2 separate regions of the Mus musculus genome follow, and region 2 is linked to region 1. The links are chromatin contacts, called in public Hi-C maps. All regions are on one chromosome and are shown on one strand. Each heading gives the region's core, a stretch centred on a gene start, on an enhancer-like site or on the middle of the called end of the contact. The rest is flanking DNA. Distances are from core to core; before and after follow the strand shown.

Region 1 (6,165 bases), core at 2,007-4,506:
AGGGGAAAAGAAAAACTCACCATTTCAAATTAAATTGAACCCATTTGGTAAAGATAGGAGCATCGTAGGGTGTAACTGTCAATTAAAGTGATAAGTCGTGGGTCTGGCACCAACCGGGTTCTGGATTGCTCTGAGGCCGGCTTCCCAGTGTGGCCATTGGTGCTTGGGGGGTGGGGGTGGCAGAATTGAAACTGATCCGCCAAGTGAGACCTGGGAACCTTCTGAGAAGCAGAGTCTAGCTCAATACCTCTGAGTTAATTGGCATTTTATTCTCATTTAAATCTCTGTCACAACCTTTTATTTTATTTTCTTCTGTATTTCAGAGGAGGAGGCGATTCTGAGATCTTCCCTGCGGCTCCCGGGAAGCTCAGAACAAATTAGACGGAGCCATTAATCTCCCCGGTGGATCTCACAGCCTTCTACCTCCTGTCAGGATCTGGGGGGCTGAGGCTGATGCCAGGCGCTTGCTAAATAGCGTAAGGAGAGGGAATGGAGTCATTAGTGGCTCAGAGAACTTTTTCCAGGGCCCTGATTATATTCTGTCTGTAGATCGAGTGGCTTATTTGACAAGCACAGCCCTCCCTGTGAGTATTTGAGGTAGAGATCACCTGAGACATAATGGGATAAATGATAAGACTGCATTCCCAACATGGCTCCTGGCAGCCAGCTAGGAACTTCTGTGGTGAGTGAAGTACCTGCTGATGGTATATGGGAATCCATCTTCAGGGGACCCTTCCCAGAGAAGATGCTAATCTGTGTCCACCTTTCAGGTGGGCCATTTGCCAGGTGCCTTGGGTAAGCAATATGGAGATAGCCAGTGGTTTCCACATACTCTGCCCTGTCTTTACAAGTACCTCTGTATTAAGTCCTACTCAGAAAGGACTTATTTTAGCTCACAGTTCATAGACTGAGTACATTATGGCTGGAGCCTGAGGCAGATGGTCATGTGACATCCCCAGTCAGGAAGCATCGAGAGGTGGACGCTGCTGCTCAGTTTCCTGCCTCCTTTGCATTCCGTCTGGGTCTCCAGCCAATGGGATGGCGCCACCACAGTCAGGTTGGATCTCCCCAAGAACCTGATCTGGAAGCTTCCACACAGACACACGCAGAACTTTGTTTCCTAAGTGACTTCAGGTGCTGTGAGGTTGGTGCGTGGTCGGTGGGAATCAGCAGAACTACGTCACACAGGCTTTCAGACCCTCAGACAGCTGAAGGACGCCTCCTCCGGGGAGGCGCTGGGCTGAGACCACTGCCTCTGTCTATGGCCCACGAAGATGCTGAGTGTTCCCAACCCCACCTCCCATGCCCCCACAGTCTGACCATTTTTGTGACCCACTGAATTTCTCTGGGCTCCATCAGTTTGTTGGTTCACAAAAATCCTTATCATCGAGTAGTACCAACCAGACTCTTCTGAATCTTTCTGTTCACCTGCTGGTGTGGGGCTCTGTGCCAGGAATCTCCTCCTTGTAAAAGTATTTCTGAGGATACACAGGAAAAGTCTCAAGTGGAGATCCCAGATGTCCGTCTTGCTGCCACCCACAAAAAGTGGACATGGACACTGGGCATTAACTCTCTTATGCTACATTTTTGCTAAGAATTGTACCCTAGTCTGGAATCAGTCTCCCCTGATGTTTGTGTTACATTTGGGATGCTATAACAACCTCATTGTCCATCAACAGAAAACAGATAATGAAAAATTGGTAAATATACATATGTGTGTGGAATAGAATAGAATACTATTAAATACTAAAGGAAAAGAAGTTTAAGAATTTACAGGAAATAATTGGACTTAGAATGTATAAGTGAGATCACATATCTCAAAACCAAAAAAAAAACCTGCATGTTCTTTCTCATATGCAGAATCTAACCAATAGCATATGTGTATATGTAAGCCACTGTACACATGAGTACATATAACATGTAGAAAAAAGAAAGGCTAAACATGAGGGGGTGAGGAGAGACTGAAGGCTCAGTGCAGGTGACAGACACAAGTCATGATCGACGATATAAAGTTATTCTAAGTCTAACTCTGTCACAGACATTTGGGGGTTTGGTGCTAGATGCACCCATTGGTGAGAGGGTAAAATGTAACAGTGGTAACAGGGATTGTGTTAACCCTACAGCTCCCGTTCTGAACACCCATTCTAACTGTGTGGGACTTCACTGAGTTATATCGATTTTGAGGGTCTGGTTAATTTTTAGTGGTATTTTTATTTGCAAATTTGTTGTATATACATTTTATAAAATAAAACTTAAAACATTACGATTAAAAACCCGAAACAGCTGAAAGGAAGGGGAGCCTGTGTTGTCACACAGCGGTGAATTTGGGTCCCCGGGCTTGGCTCTGGTGGTTCTGAGAGTGAGGTAAAGTGGAGAGAGCGTCATAGAGAAGCTTAAGGAGGAAGCCATCAATCTCACGAATGATGGGAGGCAGAGAGCAAGACAGAGAGTGGTCCTTGACAGGATAGAGCCACAAAGGATGTGCCCTCAGGGCCTACTTCCTCCACATAGGCCCTACCTTCTAAAACATCAAGCACCTTCCAAATGGCATGTCTGCTGGGGACCAACCCTTCAATATTTTCATTTTTTAATGTGTGTGTTCATGTCTGTCACTATTGACACATTCAAACCACAGTGTACATATGGGTGTCAGAAGACAACCTCCAGAGTTGGTCCTTGCCTCCCACCTTGTTTGACATGTCTCCTTATTGTTCCCCAACATATACACACCAGCCCAGCTGACCCACGAGTTGCAAGGATTTTCTCCTCTCTTCCTCTCATCTCCTATCAGTGCTGTGTTGAGTCACAGCCCTAGTGGGGGAACGTTTCGTGTTCAAACGTGTCCACTGCTCTGTGAATAACTATCACGATGCCTGCAGTTCTCCTAGGCTGCAAAGCAGGGGAGAAACATGCACTTCTATCCACGAGCAGGAAAATTACCTCACAGATAGCTCTGCTCTGCCTGAGTCGGGGAAGCAGAAGTCCTGGGGTTATCCCAAAGACTCTGCACCACAGCATTTGGCAGAGCTGGGCCAAGAGGAAGACCCTTGCCTCTCGTTCTGTGTGCCTCACATCTGTTCTCAACATCTAGGGACAAGCTGGTCCAACCATGACACCCCCCCCACCCGCCCCCAGGCAGTTATTCTCCCTGTGGCGTTGCCAGCCCATCAGGCCAGCAGACACAATGAGACCCAGACTCCCCTCTGGGCCAGCTGGAATTCTGGCTCAGTGTCTGCACCACAGTTTGAGAATCCCTTGGCCAGTTAATGAGAGAGCCTGGCTCAGGCCGTCCTATGATCTCATAGCCTTTGAGTGGGTCACATTCCCTAGTTCCCAGTAGCATTGCTTGGAGAGGCATAATTCCGTCGCCTTGGATTCATTCCTGAAGTTACCATTTGTCTTTCTCTTCGTGTCTCTGAACTAGCTGAGGGCACCGTCCGCGTCTTACATAGCTTTCTACTTTCCCTGGATGCAGTCCATTCCCTGGCACAGTACCCAGGCGGTGGACATCAAGAACCGGACCACACCCCATGTGAGACATTTGCAGAGACGTGGAACTTAACCCGGGAGACCTAAGGCACTTCCAAAACATGTCTTAGGTTATGACTCAGGTCTAAAAGAGGAGACCAGAGACGAGTATATTTAACAGGCTCCAAAGTGCTGGTGATCTGACTCTTGCGTCACTTGGAACTCATGGCTTAGACCTTGATGCTGAGTTTGGCTCTGGGGATCGCTCATTGGGTACAGGGTATGGGCTGCCTGACTGAGGGGATGGGCATGGGCCGTGTTCCCTGGAACTCCTGCATGTTTCCATGCACATGTAGCACACATGGCACCTGTCACATCTGACACTCAGTCTCTTCCTGACTTGTCCTTGATCGGGTCAATGAGCCTCCTGCCTTCTTGACTTTGAAAAGTATTGACTTTGCCTCCCAAGGAAGCCTCATCCTTGAACCTTGAACTGTCAGTGACCTAGTGTTGATTTCAGATTTGGGTGATCCTGGGAGCCCTCATTAAAAGGACTTTGGGAAACACTACTTCCTATGTAGTTTTCCCTCTGGTGGAATCCACTGCCCCTTTTTGTCACTTCCGTCTCCTTTGAGTTCTTTTCCAGGAACTGCTATCTTAACCCCACCCAGCTAAGAAACTTAACTCACAGCTCTCCCCCACCTTCCCCTCTTGCTCTCTTTACAATCACTGACAGCATCTAGAACTTCAAATTGCATCGTTCACCACCCATGGGAAGGTATTACGAGGTCCTAGGGATATCTGAGGAAGAGCTACAATGGACGCATATACAGGTGAATCTGGAGTTGATATCAGCTTCTAATCTAATTTGAGGCTTTAATTTTCAAAAAATTGTTATCATTATTAGGATATTTAGTTATTCTATCTTTTATTTTACTCGTCAAGAACACTGACACATGATTAAGATGTGCCGTGTTGACTTCATGACACTGTGCCCTCCCTGGTATACTCTGTGTGGCATCAGACAGCTCCAAGAGAAGGGTCAAATGCATGGAGTTGGGGGAACGAACAGGCCACCCAGAGCTTAGACCTGAACTCACAAGAGCTTCGTAAGTCTCCAACACACAAGTCTGAAAGAGGCAAGAAGACATGTGTCCCTGTGTACGTCTAGTCTCTGGACCTTGAGAGCTGTGGTGTAAGGATGGTGGCGATCCTCCTAGCACACATTAGGGACTGTGATGATTGGGAGGCTGAGCCTGTATCAGAAGGCAATGGGACTCGTGGCCTGGCCAAGGCTCCCTGGAAGACTCCCTAAGGAGTAGCAGTTGAGGACAAGGAACCTGTGAGATCTGGGTGTTACTACCAGTGGGGTCTTGCTTGTCTTCTGAACAGCTTTGGCTATAGGCCGATCAGAAGCCATGTGGGAGGAAGGCTCATGGCAACCTAGTCTTGTGGCTTTAAATACCAGCTCTATGCTAATGCCGCCCACATTTATATTTCCAGCTCAGACCTCTTTCCTGGACGTCAGTCGATATATCCGAACACCCACTCAACATCTTGACTTAGATGTCTAACAGGCATCACAAACTCCACAAATCCAAAGTCCCTAAGCCACCCCCTCCCCAAACCCTCTCCACCCACAGCCTCCCTACGGCACCAGTAACACCTCTAGCCTACTGCTCATCTGAAATATTTGGTGCCTCCTCCACCCTCCCCCCCCCATGTCCAATAAAGCAGCTTCAGCTGGATCCACACTCTGGCCACTGTCCCTACTTCCCTGCTAAGCCACACCACCCCCCAGTGCAAGCCACTGTCACCATATAAGGTGCCCAACATTATGAGCACATTATTTCCTGAGTCTCCCAGGTCCCATTTCTGTCACCCTACCCGCTCTCTCTAGTTGGGGGCAGGATGGCTGGCCAGTGAGCCACTAAGAATCTGCTGTTTCTGCCTCATTGATGCTCAGAGTTCAAGAGCTCACTCGCTCAGTTCGCTCACCCTCCTGCCTCACCTTTCATGTTTGTGTTGGAAATGGAACTCAGGTCCTGGCTCTTGCATGACAAGAACTTTACTCACTGAACGAGCTGTCTTCTCAGCCCCAGATCTGTTTAGTATGGAACCGCAGAGCCTTTGGAAAAATAGTTCAAGTCTCTTGTGCTCAGAACCACGCAACGATCTTCCACACCATGCAGAGCAAGGTCCCTCAAGATGGCCGACAAAGCTCTCTGTGATCTGCACATCCTCTCAGCTCCGTGCATTTGACCTTTGCCCTAGCAGCTCCGTCCTGCCCTTGAGACTGTGGGCTCCGTCTTCTGAGCTCTGCTCAGTCAGTAGATCCCAGAGCTCAGTAGATCACTCTCTCTAAACAGCTCCTCCACCACTTGTCTCCTGGACTGACAACCTCATCTCTACCATGGCTGTTCAAATTTTCTTTTGTCTGTGAAACCACCCTACACATCCCATTTTCCACTGCTGTGCACACCCTCTGAGGCATGCTCATTCCACTCTTGCCAGATCTACCTTACCTTTCATCTCTTCCCCAATTTTCAGAAAAAACAAAAGAAAACAAAACAAAAACAAAACAAAACAAAAAAACAAAACAAAACAAAACAAAAAAAACACCCAACATAGTAGACTTCGGAATTACAGTTAATGTTTTTCTATGCTCTGGAGACAAAATGAGTCTGTTCTGCCTAC
Region 2 (6,016 bases), core at 2,968-5,467, 120 kb before region 1:
GAGTGTGAGCTGAATGTGGTCTCACCTGCTTCACACCTTATCTGAAGTTGCACAATGCTATTTGTCCCCAGCCATGTCAGTAGCTTTCCTGAAAGTGCCCAACCCCAACCTACTCTCCTCCCCCCCCGCCCCCCCCGCCCCCCCCCACCCCCACCCCCACCCCCACCCCACCCCCACCCCCGTCTCCTTCCAAGACTTCTGGGGATGCATTGTACCAGTGACTCTCCACCAAGGTCCTGGGAGGCTGTGTGGCAAGCTGATGTTCCCCGGCTGATTCTGGTTTTGTTTTTGTTTTTAGGTTTTTTTTTTTTTTTCTGGCCTGCTTCCTGCCACAAACTCTCTCTCCCTAGAAACCATCAAGTTGAGGCCCCTCCCTCACCCTAGAAGTAGCTCAGATGTGGAGAGCGTACTTCCTCATCTCAGGCTGTGGGGTTGCCTCCCTGTCTCTGTCTCTAGGGCACAGAATGCACACTGGACCCAGAACGTGGAAACATAGGGCTTCTCTTCCATTCACGACTGCTGTGGCGTTGTTGCCCTTACTGGCTGAGTCCTTGCTCCGGGGTGTCCCTGGGGACAGACACAAAGCCAAATGTGGAAAAGGAGTAAGCTCTTCCTCTGTCTAGCCTCCCCACTTTAGAGATGAGATCAGAAGGAGAGAAAGAATTGACCCAGTCTATAAGCCTGCATAGACATTACAGACACAGCTGAGACTGGGTAACGCCGCAGGGGCTGCAGTTGTCTGCAGACGAGAGACTGACAACCTGGGATCCTTGCACAGCAGGCAGGCGTGGGCCAGTTCACTGGAGCAACATCATAAGCTCCCCAAGGGGATGGGGAATCCGATGGAAAGGAGCTTAGTAGCTTCAGCACCTAAAACTAAGAACTGTGGTCTCTAAGGCTCCTTGCATCTGGGATAATGGGGAATGCCTGCCAGCGGTAGAGAGAGCCTTCTGCACAAAGAGGGCTACTGGCCGTCAACCAGTATGCCCTCTGAAGTGAAGGGCTGGACCCCTTCAAAAGTCACCTCTATTATGTTATCATTGAAGTTAGTGTATGTGGACGCACATTCTGTAGTGTGTGTGTGTGTGTGTGTGTGTGTGTGTGTGTGTGTGTAGGCAGAGACAATGTTGTGGAGTTGGTTTTCTCCTGCTACCTTTACATGAGTTCCAGGGGTGGGCGTTTGGTCATCAGGCCATGTCAGGGTAAACTCCATTCACTAGCTGAGTCACTGCCTCAGCCCGGGTCTGAGCCTCTTAATATACCCTGTGGGTTCAGTGTCTGAGTCCATGAGGGGTCCCTACATAGAGAGAATCTCAGGCCTAGGAGATGGGTATAGAACATTGCAGAAGCTCAGCAGGAATTGGTGCCAGAGCCATCTTGGTTTGGTTCAAGGACTGTGGCCTATACACCTCTGTGTCCTTGGGATCTTGGAGAATGGAGTCCAGTGGTCCTGTCTCGTGAGGTGAACAGATCTGTCATTTCATTCTGGCCTCTCCTCTACTTGGCTGTGTCCATGGGTGTGTGACCTGTCACCTGAGTGGGGTTTTGCACTCCCATCCTGGCAGCAGCAACTCCGCCCCTGTGAGGTCTTATGCAGATACGTGACGCTCTTGACCTGAAGCTGAGGGCGGAAGTGGTTTGAATCCCACATCTTGATTTACTGGGTGGGGTAGTCACCCTTCACCGTTGCTTTTTCAGTCCAGACTGGATGTGGTTTTCTTGCTCTCTCTCTCTCTCTCTCTCTCTCTCTCTCTCTCTCTCTCTCTCTCTCTCTGTGTGTGTGTGTGTGTGTGTGTGTGTGTGTAAGAGAGATACAGAATGTCTTAGTTACCCTTCTTTCTTTGTCCCTCAAAGTCTGCCCTCTTTGAGGCACTAAGGACTCCCCAAAGCTGGCCCATCATGGCCAGACGTCATGGAGCCCAGTCAGGCACAGACAGGCCTGGGAAGATTGCAGTGCACATTAGTGGAGAGAGAGCATTTCTGATGCAGGTGAAAGTGGAGTAGGGGTGTCTTGCATGAATGTCACAGAAAATAAAATAACGTGAAGTAATTACACTTCATTTTATCTCCGTGGGCTCTTAAATCACATCAGCTGTTACCTCAGTTTTAGAATGTGAGATAGACCCACGCCTGACTAAGCAGCAAATTAGCTAGTTATTTTCTTTAACTGCCTCCGGGTCTCCTCAGAGAGGCCCTTCACTTCCAGCCTGGTTGCCCCCCAAAAGGATTTACAAGTCCCTGAGAGCCCTTGCTCTTCAGAAAGAGAGCCTCTCCATCAACCCACCTTTCCCCAGATGCCCCACTATGCTGGGCCTCAGTTTCCCAGTCTGTCAGGGGACCAGTTCTTCTTCACAGGTCTGGTTTAGTGATCTAGCTGCTCTAGGTTTCCCTGGGACCTTTTGGTAGTGAGTTTTCACCGTGCCTGGGTTACCTAACTCTCGCCCTGGAGCATTGAGATAGGAAGGACTCGGGGAGGGGTGACTTAGATCAGCCAGCCTCAGAGAGTGTGTCCAAGATCACATGGCAAGAAGGGAGTCTTGGTGAGGTCTGGGCTTCTCCCTGGGCGGTTGTTTTAAAGTCATCACCAAGCTTGCATAGACAGTCATTTTTAAACTTGGGACATACAGTATAATGGCTTCATGTCAAATACATGAGATCCATTAAAGGGGGAAAAGAGGACTCTGAGTTATTTTACTGACATGATCTGGTCACACGATTGGAAATGCAAATGAGGAGGGTTACTGGAGAATTCCAGTTAGGACTCTTCACCGAGAACGTCAGATGACCCAAGGCCTTCTCCAAAGCTGGGGTACAGAGAAACCTCAGCCCCGAAAAATCCAGAGAAAAATCATGTAAAAATTCTCCAGCTGCCCAGACTACAAGGACTGATTCCCAAGAGGGCCCACATGTAATCAGAGATGGGTCACCTAAGTGTCACTTTGTATAACTACCGGCTTGCTGACTTGGTGGAGGGGAGGGAGCAGACTACCATCCAGGCGGTGCACCACAATCGTGTACATGTATACGTCAGAGTTACACAGGGACACCACATGTGCACAGGCGTGAGACATGGTCACATGGACACAGACAACAGCCCAGCCATGTAGAGCTCATTTGTCTCCCAGCAGTGACTTTTGAAATAAAGATGAAGGGTACGTGTGGATGCTGCCCTCTCCAGCGACTAGAACCTCATAGCTGTCTCGGATGTGAGCATCAAGGTAGCACCTTTGGGAAAGCCCTTTCAGCTCTGTAGGCCACGCCTGGAGGTGCCAGTGCCAGGACAGTGATGTGTCGGCCACAGTTCTTGCAGGACAGGGCAGGACCATCTCGCTTAGCCTGGTCTGGGCCTCTTTAGCTCTCATCAAAGCCACGCACGGCAGTCTATGGTTCTTTCCAGTCTGACCCAGTTCCTCCATGGACACCAGCTGGAGATCTGGGGTGCCTTCTGTGGGTTACAGACAAATCTTACGTGACCGGAATAATTTCTAATAGTTTTACCAGCTGCTAGTATGGAAATATTAGGCATGTCATATTTAAATATAAAATTTCCAAAGCTACAAATTTGGCCTTTTCACAACCTGGAGGCTGTGGCTTCACTAGTCAGGCTCTCACATGGCCCTGGTCACTCAGATGAGTGTCTTCAATCCTTTTATTCAACATACATGTGCTAGGCTCCACCCTCCAGCCTCAGTCGGCTTCCATGCTCTCCAGGTTCTGTGGTAAAACCGAGACCCACCTCTGTCTTGTTTGATAGATAAAGAAGCAGAAGTCAGGGCAAGGGTTACAAAAACTGCTCAAAGAACACATCTCCCCTTTCAGAGAGCTCCAGTATGCAAAGCCGTTTGCAGGCCATGCTGGGCTATTGAGCTTTACCCTACTCTCAATACACAATGCATGTTACCCCTGACATCACCATATGATGCACCTTGCCCCTGCCATACAGTATACCCCATCTCCCCCACACAACATATCTCTCTCCACCCCCACAATGCACCACACACCTCCACCCCTGACACACACCTCACTTTCACCCCCACACCGTGCATCTTCCCAAGGGGAGGGTTCTAAATAAGCCTGGGCTGATTCTCCACTCAGCCCCTGAAGCATGCTTATCATTCCAAGATCTCCACTCCAGCATCCCAGGTCTCAAAGGCTGAGCCAGCGCTCCCTGACAGCTCTGCTGTGGAGACAGGCTTCCTCTAGTCTCCTGTCGCATGCTCCCACCCACTGTCGCCTGTTCTGCGAGCATCGAGTCCACAGTCACTAGCCACCACTCACGGCTTGCTCAGAATGATCCCTCAGATCTTGGACGCTGGCCCGAGGAGCCCTGCGTATGTATAGATCTCATTTTCACACAACAGGCTGCCTAGCAGATGGGGACCCAGACCAGCCTCCAACGTTTAGCTGAGTGTAAGATGTGGGAAACTAGAGGGCTTTGAAGCAGCCCCTTACTGTTGCCAGCGTTCAACCTCAGAATTTTCATGGAGGGGGAAAAAAAACAAACCCTAAACTTTAAAAAAAAAATTAAAAAAAAACAAACTCAACAACAGCAACACACACATATACACAAACCCAACAAAACCACAGCTTTCCTTGCTCCCCCAAACCAGATGGCAGATGGTATGGAACCAGTAAAACACAGCCTCAAGCATTTGTTTACTTAGCAGTGAGTGTAATATGGCTTTGTAGTCCCTTGCTAGGAAACACCAACCTTCTAACCAAAGAAGCGATGTGTTGGAGTGACACCTTGGAGGAGCTGTTGGAGGAACTGTGCCCAAGTGTCACAGGACCCAGGAAGATGGGACAGGCTGAGGCCTCTCTGGTTGGTGGATCAGGAATTCAAGGTCATCCTGGCTACAAATCAAGTTTGAGTCTAGCCTGGGCTAATGAGACCCTGTCTCAAAAAGATAAGGATTTCCTTTCTGATCTGGGAAGCCCCCAGAGAACCCTGTTCCATTCTAATGAACTGATCAATTTGCAAGAGATGTTGGGCTAGCCAGTGGGAGTCCTCATTGTAAGCACTAACTGATGATATGTGTCTGCTGCTTGCCTTTTGTCTCCAAGGCAGCCTGCCACAGGAAGAATATGTCTGTCTCATTGTTGAAACATCTGTGGAAGGCACTGCTCTGGGCCACTCGCCGATGCCAAAGAAGGGCTTGCGCCCCTGAGAAAAGAATCTGTTTTATGGTTTGGGCCTTAGGGTGCTAGAGAATAAGAGCGTTGTGCTTTACCACCGTTCTTTCCGTTGTCATCCAGGAGACTCACAGCTAAAATTACATGCCAAGATTAAATAACTAAATTAGTTAAGTGGCAGAAACCCAAGCCAAACAATTTTAAGTAAAAAGGTAACTTATAAGGTCAAAGAAATACAGATGGCTTCATAGATGGCTGGAATTGTGGTTAACAGGCCTCCCCTTTCTAGGGAGGCCTTAGACTTGCTCTCTCCACAAGCCAGCCACCACAGCCCCAAACTTCTCAAACCTAATCCTAGCATCCATTAGAGTCCCCTTGGGAGCATCTGACGGGTCCTTCTTGACACGTGCTTCATCTGCGGGCTGTTTATAGTAGCCAGAGACTCAGAGGATTCTGACGAGGGTTGGACCGTGTGTGACTTAGGTGGAAGAGGGGACCATCCACTCTATGGAAGCACATGGAACAAAGTTCCTAAGGCATGTGGGGGGAGGGGAAGCAGTCACAGGATGAACCCTAACATAGCTTTTTAACCCTGCCCTTTACCTCAATTCATGTATGTCTTTCTTGAAGATTCATGTTATCAGATGTCTCTTTTTGTAGCAATTGATCCTAAAAGCTATTAACTACAGGTATAGTCTATTCTGAATGGATGAGGGAGAGACTGAAGAGATTCAAGAGTGTATGGGTTGGAGTGTTTCTTTAGTAAACAGTACCCTTGTGGCCTGGGAATCCTGGCACTCATTCTGTTCCCAGGGCTGTGTTACAGACAACGCTGTGGTTCAAGGTCACCTTGACCAAAGCCCGATGACTGCATCTCTGATGG

The links. A called contact is a pair of places that touch in the nucleus more often than the background predicts.
Region 2: a contact with region 1 is called in a Hi-C map of cerebral cortex, with 3 times the contacts expected there. The contact joins two enhancer-like sites. A contact is called at or near these places in 6 of 484 Hi-C or Micro-C datasets (astrocytes, cerebral cortex, cortical neurons and 3 more) and 7 of 115 datasets of contacts at active chromatin or transcription factors (CD8 T cells, embryonic basal ganglia, embryonic stem cells and 3 more).

The regions. Positions count from the first base shown.
Region 1 is chr9:61,556,007-61,562,171 of GRCm38.p6, reverse strand. No RefSeq gene overlaps it. Among named protein-coding and RNA genes, the nearest start is that of Gm39350, 36 kb to the left of the region's middle. Within about 2 kb of position 3,256, at least 49 of the 459 cell types and tissues checked have an H3K27ac peak or open chromatin away from gene starts, as enhancers often do. A contact at or near this core is called in cerebral cortex, where this site is marked.
Region 2 is chr9:61,675,517-61,681,532 of GRCm38.p6, reverse strand. No RefSeq gene overlaps it. Among named protein-coding and RNA genes, the nearest start is that of Gm34770, 17 kb to the right of the region's middle. Within about 2 kb of position 4,217, at least 24 of the 459 cell types and tissues checked have an H3K27ac peak or open chromatin away from gene starts, as enhancers often do. A contact at or near this core is called in cerebral cortex, where this site is marked.